2 separate regions of the Mus musculus genome follow, and region 1 is linked to region 2. Evidence: chromatin contacts called from public promoter capture Hi-C data. All regions are on one chromosome and are shown on one strand. Each heading gives the region's core, a stretch centred on a gene start, on an enhancer-like site or on the middle of the called end of the contact. The rest is flanking DNA. Distances are from core to core; before and after follow the strand shown. Region 1 has its middle 50 kb from the start of Gm35917. Region 2 holds the start of Sim1 (single-minded family bHLH transcription factor 1).

Region 1 (6,268 bases), core at 3,349-5,848, 340 kb before region 2:
GGAAACAACCTAGATGTTTCTCAAATGAAGGATGGATAAACAATATGTGGTACATTTACACAATGGAATACTACTCAGCTATTAAAAAAAGACATCATGAAATTTGCAAGCAAATGGATGGAACTAGAAAATATGCTGAGTGAGGTAACCCAGACTCAGAAAGACATACAAGGTATGTACTCACTTATAAGTGGATAATAGCCATAGAGTATAAGATAATCATGCTACAATCCAGAGACCCCAAAAAAGCTAAACAACAGCGAGGGCCTAAGGGGGCTTGAATCTCACTCAGAAGTGGATGTAAAATAGAAATTGGAAGTAAATGAAAGGAGGGAACTGGTTGGAAGAGGGCATGGGGAGGGGCACAGAAGTGAGTATCAGGCATGGGAGAGCAGTTGGGGAGAAGTAGAGGGATGGGAGAGAGAATTGAAATTGGTGGGGACACATTCCTAGGATAAGCTGGATATCTAGAACTGGGAAGGCTCTTTGAGTCTGTGTGGTGACACTAGCTGAGACTCTGAGCAGCTGGGTATACGGAGACTAAAGTTGTCACCTTCTGTATCCAAGCAGAACTTCCAATAAACGGGGGTGGGGGGCACTGACAACCCACAAACCTTCCACTCAAAATTTGTGCTGCTTATAATATGTGCAGGTATAAAGATGGAACAGAGATTGAGGGAATGACCTATAGTAATTTTTTTTTAATTTTGTAATTATATTTAGGTACAGAAAACTTAATGTACATTCAACCCAATTTAGTGGTGAGTTCTTTAGCCTTTGCTTTTTCCAGCTTGGCAATGCGAGCCACAGACTTAGGACCCAGGACGTTGCCTCCCCAGTGGCGACGGATCTCGTCATATCTCTCATTATAATTGGGCCTAATAGCTTCCACCAGCTTAGCCAGAGCACCCTTGTCTTCCGAGTTAACCTGTATGAAGGCAACAGTGGTGCATGTCTTCCTGTGGACCAGGTGCCCCAGCCTGGCCTTTCCCTTGATGATGCAGTAGGGCACCCCCATCTTTCGACACAGGGCAGGTAGGAAAACCACCAGCTCAATGGGGTCTACGTCATGGGCAATCACCACCAGCTGAGCCTTCTTGTTCGCCACCAAGGTGGTGACTGTATTGACTCCTGCTCAGAGGACAGGTGGTCTCTTAGTTGGGACATCACCTTTGCCAGCAGCTTTCTTCTCAGCACCGGCCAGTAGCCTTTGCTTCTTCTCTTGCTTTGTCTCTGGCCTGTACTTGTGGACAAGCTTAAGCAGCTGAGTAGCTGTCTGCCTGTGCAGCGCCTGGGTGAACTGGTTAATGGCAGGAGGGACTTTGAGCCGCTTGTAGAGGATGGCTCTTTGCCGCTGCAGCCTGATGTAGCGGGGCCATTTGATGAAGCGCGTTAAATCTCTTTTGAGCTGGATGTCCTGTCCAGTGCCGAAGTTCTTGGGCCTCTTCTCGAACAGAGGGTTGACTACCTTCTTGGTCTCCTGCTTCTTGACAATGGCAGGGGCCGGGGCCACCTTCTTCCCCTTGGCCTTCTTCCCTTTGGGCATCTTGCTCGGCTGCTGGAGAGCCCTATAGTAATTTTTATTTAAATATTTAAAAATCCTGGCACAGGGTTTCTTTCCCTCCTTTGACCATTTATATTCTCAGGTGAAAGACACTCACAGCTTTTATATTTTTTAATATTCCTTAGGCAGCACAATAGCTGTTCAGCTGCCGATCCTCTATGCTGCTATAATCTACCTTCCTGACGATAACAAAAATTATCACTTTATATGTTTTATGTTTCATCTGGGCTGCTCTTAGCTCCAACTGGCCAGCCTACAGGACCACATTTTTTATGGCTCAGCTAAACTTTCTCCTCTCCTGCATATTCTTCTATTCTCTGGTGGCTTCTCTCTCCTTCCAAGCCTGCCACACCTTAACTCTAACTTTATCTCTTCCCCCCAGTACTGGCTGTTGGCATCTTTATTCACCAAATCAGAATTAACTTAGGAACAAGGTCCCAAAGGCTACACACAGATTCTAGGTTTTAGGAGCCCCAAATTAGCATCAAAATACAAACATCAGGCATTACAATGGCCAACCAATGACTGGCCCAACTTGAAACCTACCCTGTGAAAGAGATCCAACACTATTAAGTGTTTTGAATAGGAATAGACTTCATAGGCTTATTTGAATGCTTAGTCATTAGGAAGTGGTACTGGGTGGTGCTATTTGACAGGAATTAGGAGATGTGTTGTTGTTGGAGTCTCTCTCTTTCTCTCTCTCTCTCTCTCTCTCTCTCTCTCTCTCTCTCTGTGTGTGTGTGTGTGTGTGTGTGTTTGTGTGTGCGTGTGTGTGTATGTCCTTGTTGGAGGAAGTGTGTCACTAGGAATAGGCTTTGGACTTTCAGAAACCCAAACCAGGTCCAGTTTCTCATTCTCCTGCTTCCTGTGGATCCAAAATGTAGAATTCTCAGTTACCTCTCTAGCACCATGTCTGCCTACATGCTGTCATGCTTCTTGTCATGAAGATAATGAACTAAATCTCTCAATCTGTAAGCAAGCCCCAAGTAAGGGCTTTCTTTCATAACTTGCTTTGTTCATGCAAGGTGATCTTCATCAGCAGTAAAATTCTTTCAATTAATTTTTTACATTCATGAAAAAGCTTCAAAAATGTTCTAGAGGGCTGTTAAAGAATATTGGACATTTACAACTGTAAGACAGGTGTCTATAATGCTCTAACCCACCACTGGAGTTTCTTCATAGGACTAGAACACTAAGATAAACATCTTTTTTCATGCTTTCAAAACTTGTATTTTATAGTTAGCTTATAAAGTATTTGAATTCTATCTATATGGTGTTTCATATGTGCTTTGTTTCGGCTGACACCCTCCCCTTGCCAAACTTAACTCATCCCCTATCCTGTTTAAAATAAGGATTCCTAATGTCTCCCACTTTCATATCACATATTTTGTTTTGACCCTTCAATTAAATACCTTTTATTACAGCCATTTATCTTCTTGTAAGCCACATCATGTATGCATGCTTCTGGCAACTGTCCACCTCTGCATTTTATCTTCATTAACCATCATTCCACCACAGGATACCTTTTGAGACATCTATTGCAACCAACCAAAGTCACCTTTGGTTGAAGACCAGAGAATGACATTTTCTCTTTATGGGAAGGTGAGTCCTCTGGGGGTAAAATGGGCAAAAGAAGATACCTTGTAACTCCAATCAAACAAGGATCTATAAATTTTTATGCAGGCAAAAGAAACTCTATAAAGGTAAGGGAAACTATGGTCTTATAAAACACAACTATCTTCAAACTGATGGAAATGACTACTAACCAGTATCAAGTAAGAGAAAAGTAGTTAACATGAGACAATTTAGAAATAAAATAAATAAACAAATTTTGGTTAGGGGATTCACACTTAGACGACTAAGATGTTATAAACTTTCATAACTCCTTGTGACAAGTCCCTTAAAGTTTCTGTTCCTTTCCCAGTGACACTTTCATAATTCCCTGAATGAATTGGACAGGGAAATTTTCTCTCTCACCTGTCACTCTCTTGTCTTCTTCCATGTCAACATAGGAGAAAAAAAAGCAGAAAACTTGCCTTTCAATAATAGTCATTATCACCAACAACCATCCAGCTGGTTTGACAGCCATCCAGCTGGGTCTTGTTTGAGAAATATTTATGGTGCCATCAATTAAATGTGAAATTAATCACAGTACAAAAAAGTAGAATTCTGTCAGGAGAATCAAGCAGCAACACTCTGATGGAGGTTTATAGCATTATAGACACCTGTCTTACAGTCGTAAGATGTTCAATATTCTTTAATGGCCCTCTTGAAGCTTTTTGATGAATGTAAAAATTTAATTAGAATTTTACTGCTGATACGGTGTTTCTTAACAGGGATACAGTGATTGATGACTACATGAATTATTCTGGCTACATGGATCACAATTTCACTACACCACCATATGCCATCAGAGCTTAGGCTAGATACCAGTCATTCTTGACCTATGAAATCCTGCCTTGTGGTAGAGAGTCTGGGAGAATCTATCAACCCTAAAGCTGCTGATGTCATAGTTTCAGGAACCATCACCGTATTTGACTAGCAATAGTTAATTTCATGTGTCTTGGACTTTGTTGATATACAGTCATTTAGAAAGAGACAGTGCTTTTCATTCAAAGCACTTATCACAGAGGAATGGATCTAAGAAGATTGTCATCTCTGATTATTGGATTCTATCAATTTTAATCAAAGAGAAAAGCAGTTCTCATGAAAATGTCACTAGGTATTCCTGATAGTTCTGAATTGCTACTTATATACAAAACTGAAACCACCAAGTGCACACTGCAAGGAGAGGTTGGGGGTGGGGTAGAGGTGGGGTTAGGGCTGTGGCCCTTCAGGCGTTAAGTGCTTTAACCTCAGGCAAACTCAACCTTGGTTCACCTTAACATCTTGGAACTGACAAATCTCCTTCACATATAATAATTCTTGCCTGTGCTTCTGTGGGGGTGATTGACAGGTTCACCCCCTCCTCCCTCCAGGCCTGGGCAGCCCTGTTAGCTGTTTTGTCAGCTGCAACCTGCCTGTGCCTGGTGAGGCCACAGCCTGTCGCTCCACTCTGCGGGAGCCCGGCTTGCCTGGCCTCACTGCTGCTCTGGCTAACATGCTGCCTCTGGGCCTAGGGAGACCTTTCCAGTCTACAAATAACGCTGGAGAATTTAGACTAATCGGTTCAGCTTCCCTGAGGCAAAGGGGGAAAAAAGGTTTCTTAAAAGCGAAAGGATTAAGAGAGAAAGTGAGCAAAGTGGTTTCCACTTAGGGAATCCAAGAGAGTACAATCAATTGAATAAATGGTTCACCCAATCACTGGGAAAGCAGGTGGGAAAACCTTGTTTTGTGGCTTTTTCCTTTGTAAGATCATTTATAGAATCATCTATGCATAACACATCGTAAGGAAGTGGGTTTTTTTTTTTTAACGTGGAAGATATTTTCTTTTTCTTCAGTATAAAAAAATTCTTGAAAATAAATAAAAATATCACACACCGAAATTCACCAGACCCAAATACACACAAAAATCTACTAATCCAATACAGCATGATGAACTTGTGTACAGTTAGAACTGGTATTCAACCTAGAATGCTGTGATAATTAAATTTATACCCTTATCTACCAACCTCCCAAAAACCCATGATAGAATAAGAATTAGAAAAGCATATATATTCACATATACTACCAGCATTCAGTCCTTCCTCATACCCTTATATTTAGCATTTCTTGTTCTCTATTCTTCCTAAACTGTTCTACACTTGTTTACATATATGCATATATTATTGACTATATTCCACATATGAGAGAGAACACGAAGCTTATTTCTTTCTGAGATTGTGTAATCTTGTGTAATATTATATGTCCTAAGTCCTAAGTGGATATACTTAGCCACAAACTTTTAAATTTCAGTTTTATTTAGAGAGTTTTATTATATTTCAATCTATAATGAGGTTGATCCCAATTCTTTGGTATAGTGAATAAAGTGGCAATAAATATTTTCTTTACTGAACAGTCTGTCTTGAGTACTTTTTGTTAATAGCTAAAATTCTTCATTCTTCATGTGTACACACACACACAAATGAGCTCACACTCACACATGTGCTCACACATGCATATATATATATATGTACATATATATATATATACATATACATATATATAGTCACACATGAGTGCACCGCATTGATTTTTCCATTCTTCAACTATAGTAGTTAAATAATAGGATAATTAAAAATGGGAAGCAGAAAGATATATGTGGTCTATAAGAAGGACCAAGAGACAGTAGATTCAGTAGATTGTGTCATGAAAGATCTCAGGATAAGCAGTCTAGGAGCCCATGCACCAAATGTTGAGACAGAAAGGGGACCTCTTTGTGCTTGCCTTTTTGATCTTGGCTAAGGTTTCCCAAAAGTTATACAGATTACTTCATCTGGGGTCCCAAAGACCACTTCCTGGTGAATTAAATTTGGTTGGAAATTAGGTGTCCCATTGAAACTACTTGCTATCTGTAATTAAATTTGAATCTCACTTAAGAAAGCATTTTCATTGGCAGGAAAGAAATCTTCAAGGGAAAAAAATACTTTCAGGTGTTGATTCGGATAACTAACCCCTTGCACTTGGTAGGTCATTAGATCTCACTAGTTTGTAATGCAATCAGAGTCAGCATTCTGCTCGTAAGGGTTGCTTGGTAATTTGCTTGTTAATATATTAGCACACAGT
Region 2 (6,609 bases), core at 453-2,952:
CTTTCTCGCTATTCTAAACTGTAATTTCTCTCCTCCCTGGATTTCAGAATGAAAAGAGATGTTCAAGGAACTAACTATATAATACTACTGATGGGTTTGATGATAGAAATAAACTATTTAGAAGGTTTGTGTGGTAGCCCTGGCTAGTTTGCAGCCCTTTTGCAAGTTTTGAACAAACACCAAGTGAAGGAAAACTTCATTCCCAGCAAAAACTAGCCCCCCCCATCAAAAAATAAGATCCCTCAAACACCCAAAACCAACAACAGGTCAAAAAGAAGTTCTCATTTGTCTCATTTGTAAATAAACAAACTTCTTTCTCTAGAAGTTTTGTTTGTCTAGTAATCATTCTTTTACATTCTTAAAACTTCCTCCCCTAACAAAATATTTTTCTATTCTGTTTGTTATTTGGTTGAGGAAGGGTGAGCAAATGGGAGATCAAAGAGCTCCTTCCCTGGAGAGTATTCACGTTTCCTACTAAGTAGATATGAGTTCACACAAGACTATGCTCTGGGAAGTCCGCTCTTCCTCTCACAATGAGTATTAGTAACTGAAATTCCAACTTACAATCCTATCTGCTGCTGGTATTCTAACTTCTAGGCCCTATGAGAGTTTGTCTCGATTTGTCAGCCACCACTGAGGATACATTTCTGTCTGCTCTACTTTCCTCAAATCTTGACTATTTTGAGACAAATTTATGATTTTACAGATAACGCCAAGGCCAGAAATGCAACTCACAAAGCTCCGATTTAAGAATCTCTGGACATCTTAAAAAATGAGAACCAATTTACTATAAACAGCCAAGAGACTGGCGGAGTCCAGGCATACTGTTCGCACACACACGCCTGCCCTCGCGGAATTGTGGCCCTTTTGATAAATTATTATCTAGCTTACCTAGCACTATGTTTATACATCTAATCTATACCTAGCAAAAATAAGCAATTGGGCAGTACTCCTGATTTCTATTGGATACATGTCTGACTAGAGGAACAAAAAGGAAAGTCATGTTTGGATTAGCCGTGCTTTCAACTGAGCCAAATGTTGATAAAAGCACTATTGGGTTATTTCCCAACCAAATATATCGAATGTGTTGGAGAGAGAAATACGGGGAAGAAGAGAAAGACTAAGAAAGGCAGGGAAAGCCCTTTGGCGCTGACTGATCAAATAGCTTGGTTAAATTTCCCTTTTCAGAGAATGTAACCCACGCCGGTAAACACAAGTACATTTCTGTGCTGCTGGGGTAGGTTTACTCCTTCGAAATTCAATCTAGGCACAGACGCTTACCTTCTGGAAAGACCACTCTCATTTTGAGATAGCTGGTCGTGAGTCTGATGATGGATGCTTTGTCCAGTTGGGAGGTGATGGCTGAGGGTAAAGGCAGTAATTTAGCCAGTTCATAAAATTCACTGTTTTCTTTCTCCCTCCTCGTTCGGGCAGCATTTTTAGACTTTTCTTTCATCGTGTCTCGGGCTCCCTTTCTTCTTACAACGTAAACTCCACAGACTCATCCAAAACCAAAAGTTAACTTTCAATTAGAGATCACACTCGGTAAAAACATAACTTTAAACAGGAGGCTGAAGTTTGCTCCGGGAAGACACGAATGATGGACAGGGCAATGCGGCAAACAAAATACTTTCTTGAAAACGTGAGGTGTAAGTATAAAAGAAAGCTGCTGGTTCACGGCAAATCCGGGCAATCCTTTGGGACTCTAAGTATAAAATGCTGGAAGGACTCCCGAGGAGCCAACCTTTTCATCTGATCCGCGGTAAGAACCCGGGTCCTTGGGAAATCGACATAATAATACCCGACGTTTGTTTTCCAACTCCTCTGGTTCTGAGCTGGTTTGTAGGAAACAGGAATCGCGGGTAACTTCTTTCAGATCACTACGAAGACAAGAACACCAAGGAATAAGACATCTGTGGCTAAACTCAAACCCACTATAATTCAGCCAACCGGGCCCCAAAGGGCCTCTGCGCTCATACTCTGCTCGTCACAGCCCTGGGTATTTAAAACTTGGGCAGGTCGGTCCCGGGACAGGCTGGGCTTCCGCTCGCCGCGGCCGGGATGTAGCACCGACGGCTAAATGCGCGTCTGCGGAGAGCTCGGCCGGCCGTGCGCGCCAAGCCAGGCTATCCAGCCGTGCAGAATTCCTCCACTGCCCCGGACTCCGGCTGCCTCTCCCCGGCGGGGTTCACGTCTGAGGGGTTCCTGGAGAAGTGCTGCTTATGCATCAAACCCCCGGGGACTCCCGCAGTTGCACACAGGGCACCGCAGCGCAGAGTTAACAGGTGGCACGCGCGACAGCCCCTCGTAGGCATCACCTGGAGCTCTTGGCTCCTCACCTACCTTACGTCCTCGAGAGCCGCGGAGGCTGCTAAGGCTCCCGCCCCCTAACTGCTTTCAAGCCTGCGCGCTTGCGGAGCCTCAGCGGCAGCCTCCCGGCTGTCACCCGCAGCCCGCAGAGTGTGCCTGGGCCACCTTCCCATGGGCATGAATGGGGGAGGGGTAGGTAGCAGCGGGAGGAGAACACAGGCTGGGGACAGGAGAGGTGTTTTCCGAGTCCGAGTCCTCCGTAGTGTTGGGAGCCGGTACTGTTCCTAATTGGGAGCCCAAAGCGCCCCCCTGTAACTTCTTTATAGCTTACCGGGTTTAGCTTCAACTTCGCTCCCAGGTTCCCTTTCTCCCGCCCTTCTCAAACGCCACTCACAAATTTTCTCTCTTCCTATTGGTCATAGGCAACCAAGACGCGGCGCTCATTGGCCAATCGGGGTGAGTGACGAGCATGCTCCCTGCTCCTCCTCCCCCCCCCCCCCCACGCGACTGGGCTCGCGGCTCGGGTCCTACAGTGAGCCTGGCAGCTCCGCTCCTAATGAGCCCCGGGCGCGGGGTCGCCGCTGCCCCGCTGCCGCCGCCGCTCCAAACCCCGAGGTCTTCGGCGTGCCGAGTGACACTCGCGCTCCCTAGACTCGGGTGTCTGCGCACAGCGTGCGGCCTTGCGGGGGCTGGCTAGCCGAGGCTCCAGGAACGCGTGCGAATAGCATCCCAGACAGTGGCCAGGATTTCCCCACGGCTGCGCGCCTCACGCCTGCAGGACTGGGTGAGGGAGAACGACGCTGGACTTATTTTTTATCCTGACACCACTGTGACAAAATTCATCGCTAGATGAAATAAATGCCCGCCTTTATTCCAAAAAGGGCAACGTTTTCGAAATGATTCGGGTTTGTGACTGATGCAAGATGACTAGGTCTGCTGGGCAGTTTCCTATGGGAACCAGCTAGTGGGTAGTCAGTCAGAAGAAGGATGTGATAGAAGAAGCCTAGAGTGTTGGAACAACTGACATATTAGACGTCTTACAGAGTTATTATCTAAACTGTTGGGCAACTCTGCGGACTTTATTTCGAGAAACAAAAAGACCAGCACGAATATTCCTTCTAGAGAGGACACAATAACTGAGTGAACCTGTAACGTTCCCCAACAGTTCTCAGACGAACTGTTCTCAAAGTACTGTTTCTGGGGAAAACTCTAGTTTAGAGACCCTCCTGTTCTAAGCGCTTTCTCTTCCAGTCATCTCATCAGAGGGCAGCAGATCGCGATGAAAAAAAGGCTAAGTTTCCCTTAAGACAATGAAAGCTTACAGACTTCATCCCGGGCCTTAGAAATCAGCAGTGCACCAGAAACCAAGCGCCCTGCTCCTCCTTTTGCCTCTGAGAAAATAATTTCTTTGAAGAGTCGTGTGCCATCCTGATACATGGCTCACCTTTAAGAATGTTCATTGAAAAATAAGACATCTGTCTCCTCCTTGATCCCCCGCCTCCCAATGGCAGTAAGGACATTGGGAGCTCCTAGGACAATGGGAAACATTCTGGGGGTATGGGGAATAATTACACATCCGAGCGGCACCTGGAAAAAGGAAAGGAAAAGAACTAAACTAAGACTGTGTAGGTGTTTCAAAACTGGAACCACCTAACAGGGTTATAATCCAGAAAGGAGTGGTTTCCTCAGTGGTTGTGGCCACTTAGAGGCCTAACTCTGGGTGGGCTCTATCGTAGTCCATCTAATGATACACTGTCCGTGGGAGGTAGAGGTATCCTGTGGCTCTCATCAAGACTCCAAAAAGACCAGATAACATCAAGTTTCTTATTGGGGTGGTGGTGGTAATTGTGGTAGTGACAGCGGCGGCGGCGGTAGCAGCGGTGAATGAAAAACCTTTCGTGACTCCCTTTTCCAATAAACTGCACAGAACTGAGGATGAGAGCAGCCACAAAACTAAACAGTGGTAGGTACCTTAAGGTTAAGCAGTGGTTTTCTGTTCCGACTGTGCCCTGGACAGGATTTGTGCAGCCTGCCTTTACTTCACACCCCATCTCTACTTCAAACGAAGCGCAGGCTGTGGAAGTGCCTCTCTGGGATCTGAAACCTGATCCTACCTTCTGTGGGGGTTGGTGGAGAAGTCTGCGGCGCAAGTCAGGCTTTTCCAGCAGATGCCTTTGAAGAGGTACTGGGCATTTTGCCTCAGTGCAAAGACAGACAAAATGAAGGTGGAAGTCGTGAGGACAAAACATCTGTATAAGGATCCCGACAAGTTCCTCCCCCAGAGGCTCTGCTGTTCACCAAGCCAGGAGACCTTCTTTAATATAGTTAATGCCTGGCCGAGAGGTGACCGCCCCTCGCTAAATCTTCAGCAGATAACTAGCAGAGCTTCCTTTACTGAAATACTGAATTAGCCAGGCAATGAAACACCTGTTTTTCTAATCTTTGCGCTCAGGTTGGAGCTGGAACTGGCCTTCTTGTCTTCCATGTCAGACACCTGAACCCCGTCCGCCCAGACTGCCCGCGCTCCCTGACAGCCCGGGACACCAGCTGGGAACCCGAACCTCGACTGTTATCCACGTGTTCACGCTTGCCTCCGGCGTGGGAAACAAGTTTCCTGAGTCTGAGTGCTAGCCCTAACTACTTTTCCAAGAGGGAAGAGTCCCGCAAACAGGAGCCACCAGTGCCAAGCCGTCTAGTGGCCTCCCAGAGCACGGAGACTTCAGGGGCATCCACCTCAAAGCCAAAAAGGCACTAACCCCCTCTTTTCCTGACCCAAGAGGTCTAACAGCCTTCTTCTGGGAGTCTCTCTCTCCAGAAGTGCTGGGAAGCTGGCTGGCTGGCTGGCTGGATCCTGGAGTGGGGGCGTGGCAGGCTCTCTGGCTTCCTTAGCTGACACAATGACCGCGTCCGTGTAGGCACAGTAGGATCCCCGGGTGGATTCAGGAATTGATGGAGCCAAGTGCTGAAAGCCAGGAAGGAGCCTTGACAAGGAGGACAGGCTAACCTTTCTTGATCTCAGAAAAAAGTCCTAAGTAGAGACCCCAAATCTAGGATTGTACAAGAAGTGAACGCCAGAGAGAGGGAATCCCAGGAAAAAGTTACTAAGGTGGATTTCAGCGCAGCAGTCCGGACCTGCCTTGAAGTGCTAACTCCTGCTCTGGCACAGACTTCTTTCGTGCCTCCTCCCCCTAAGCCTTAGCGGCCACAGTCATTTGAACATCCTAGAACTCAATCTTAGGATTCCTGTCAGACTGCCATAGATACACATGCACTGTTACATACATGCACTGTTATTAATGTGAGTACAGGTTCCATCTTCCCAGATGTACAAAGAACATAGATATGGATTTTAATTAATGGCAAGATTATGATGAAAGGCTTATTTATAATCGATACAACATCTAAAGATGGCCACACGAATCAGAATGAGTTATATGCAGGGTACAACTATCTACCACAGAACAGTTTAGGAAAATACTAAGGTCTTCAGAAATGCTAACATTTTTTTTTCACGGACACAAGCTGATTTTAGTTCTATCTCGGACTTACAGGTAGATTGATACAGCGCTGCTGAAGTTGCTATATTTTTGAAGGACTCTTTGTCCCTCTCATGGGACAAGCCTGTCATTAAAAAAAAATGAAAGAAAGATAAAAAAAAAAGAAACCTCCCAAAACAGTTGAAATTAATATTTTAAATGCTACAGTAAATGTTGCTTCTCTAATCAGGAATCATTGAGAATGGACAGGGAGGGTGGAAGAGGGAAATAAAGAGATGAAATAGATAGTTTCCTGAATTGTTACTCATGTATCTGCTTTAATTGACCTTTGAAATATCAGAAAGCTGTTTAGTTCACTGACTACAAACTGGAAAATAACACCAACTTGAAAAACCAGAACGATGCATGCAAGTGAGAATCTTGTACTGTTTCTCTGGATATTCTGGGTATTTTTCCATCCACATTTTGAAACCGTAGTCTAAAATACAACATTGGATCGGCTGACTGTTGCTTCTATTGTTCATCGTGGTATGGGCAGGCACAACTTTTACGATTTAAAATGAAAATGTGTTTCAAAGCTGTAGCCGCAAAGAAAACAGACTCTGCATTCTGAAGCTGTAAGCTGATGGGAGCCTACCGCTCAGGGAACAGATACCTTCCCCCTTGTTTCTTTACAGAAACTGAGCTAGGAATGATAGATACCCTAGGAAGCTAGAAAAGTGGGTGCTAACCCTCTTCCTGATTGTCAGATCTCTAAATAAACTGGCTGAGACAGGCTATTGCTTCCCAAGCAAGCAAGGAT

The links. Promoter capture Hi-C pulls out the DNA fragments that hold promoters and counts their contacts.
Region 1: a promoter capture Hi-C map of second pharyngeal arch cranial neural crest shows a contact between it and region 2. The contact joins the enhancer-like site here to the promoter of Sim1 in region 2. A contact is called at or near these places in 11 of 39 promoter capture datasets (the 3T3-L1 cell line, 3T3-L1-derived adipocytes, the C10 cell line and 6 more), 2 of 484 Hi-C or Micro-C datasets (embryonic stem cells and nephron progenitors) and 12 of 115 datasets of contacts at active chromatin or transcription factors (embryonic basal ganglia, embryonic forebrain, embryonic hindbrain and 5 more).

The regions. Positions count from the first base shown.
Region 1 is chr10:51,234,106-51,240,373 of GRCm38.p6, reverse strand. It overlaps the pseudogene Gm5040. Among named protein-coding and RNA genes, the nearest start is that of Gm35917, 50 kb to the right of the region's middle. Within about 2 kb of position 4,598, at least 29 of the 459 cell types and tissues checked have an H3K27ac peak or open chromatin away from gene starts, as enhancers often do. A contact at or near this core is called in embryonic basal ganglia, neural tube and second pharyngeal arch cranial neural crest, where this site is marked.
Region 2 is chr10:50,890,744-50,897,352 of GRCm38.p6, reverse strand. Sim1 (single-minded family bHLH transcription factor 1) reads right to left here and starts at 1,702. Exons shown (of 11, transcript NM_011376.3): 1 at 1,282-1,702. The coding sequence starts at 1,456. It overlaps A230054N11Rik (a long non-coding RNA gene), which reads left to right and starts at 2,819. Exons shown (of 2, transcript XR_871640.2): 1 at 2,819-4,273; 2 at 4,763-6,609.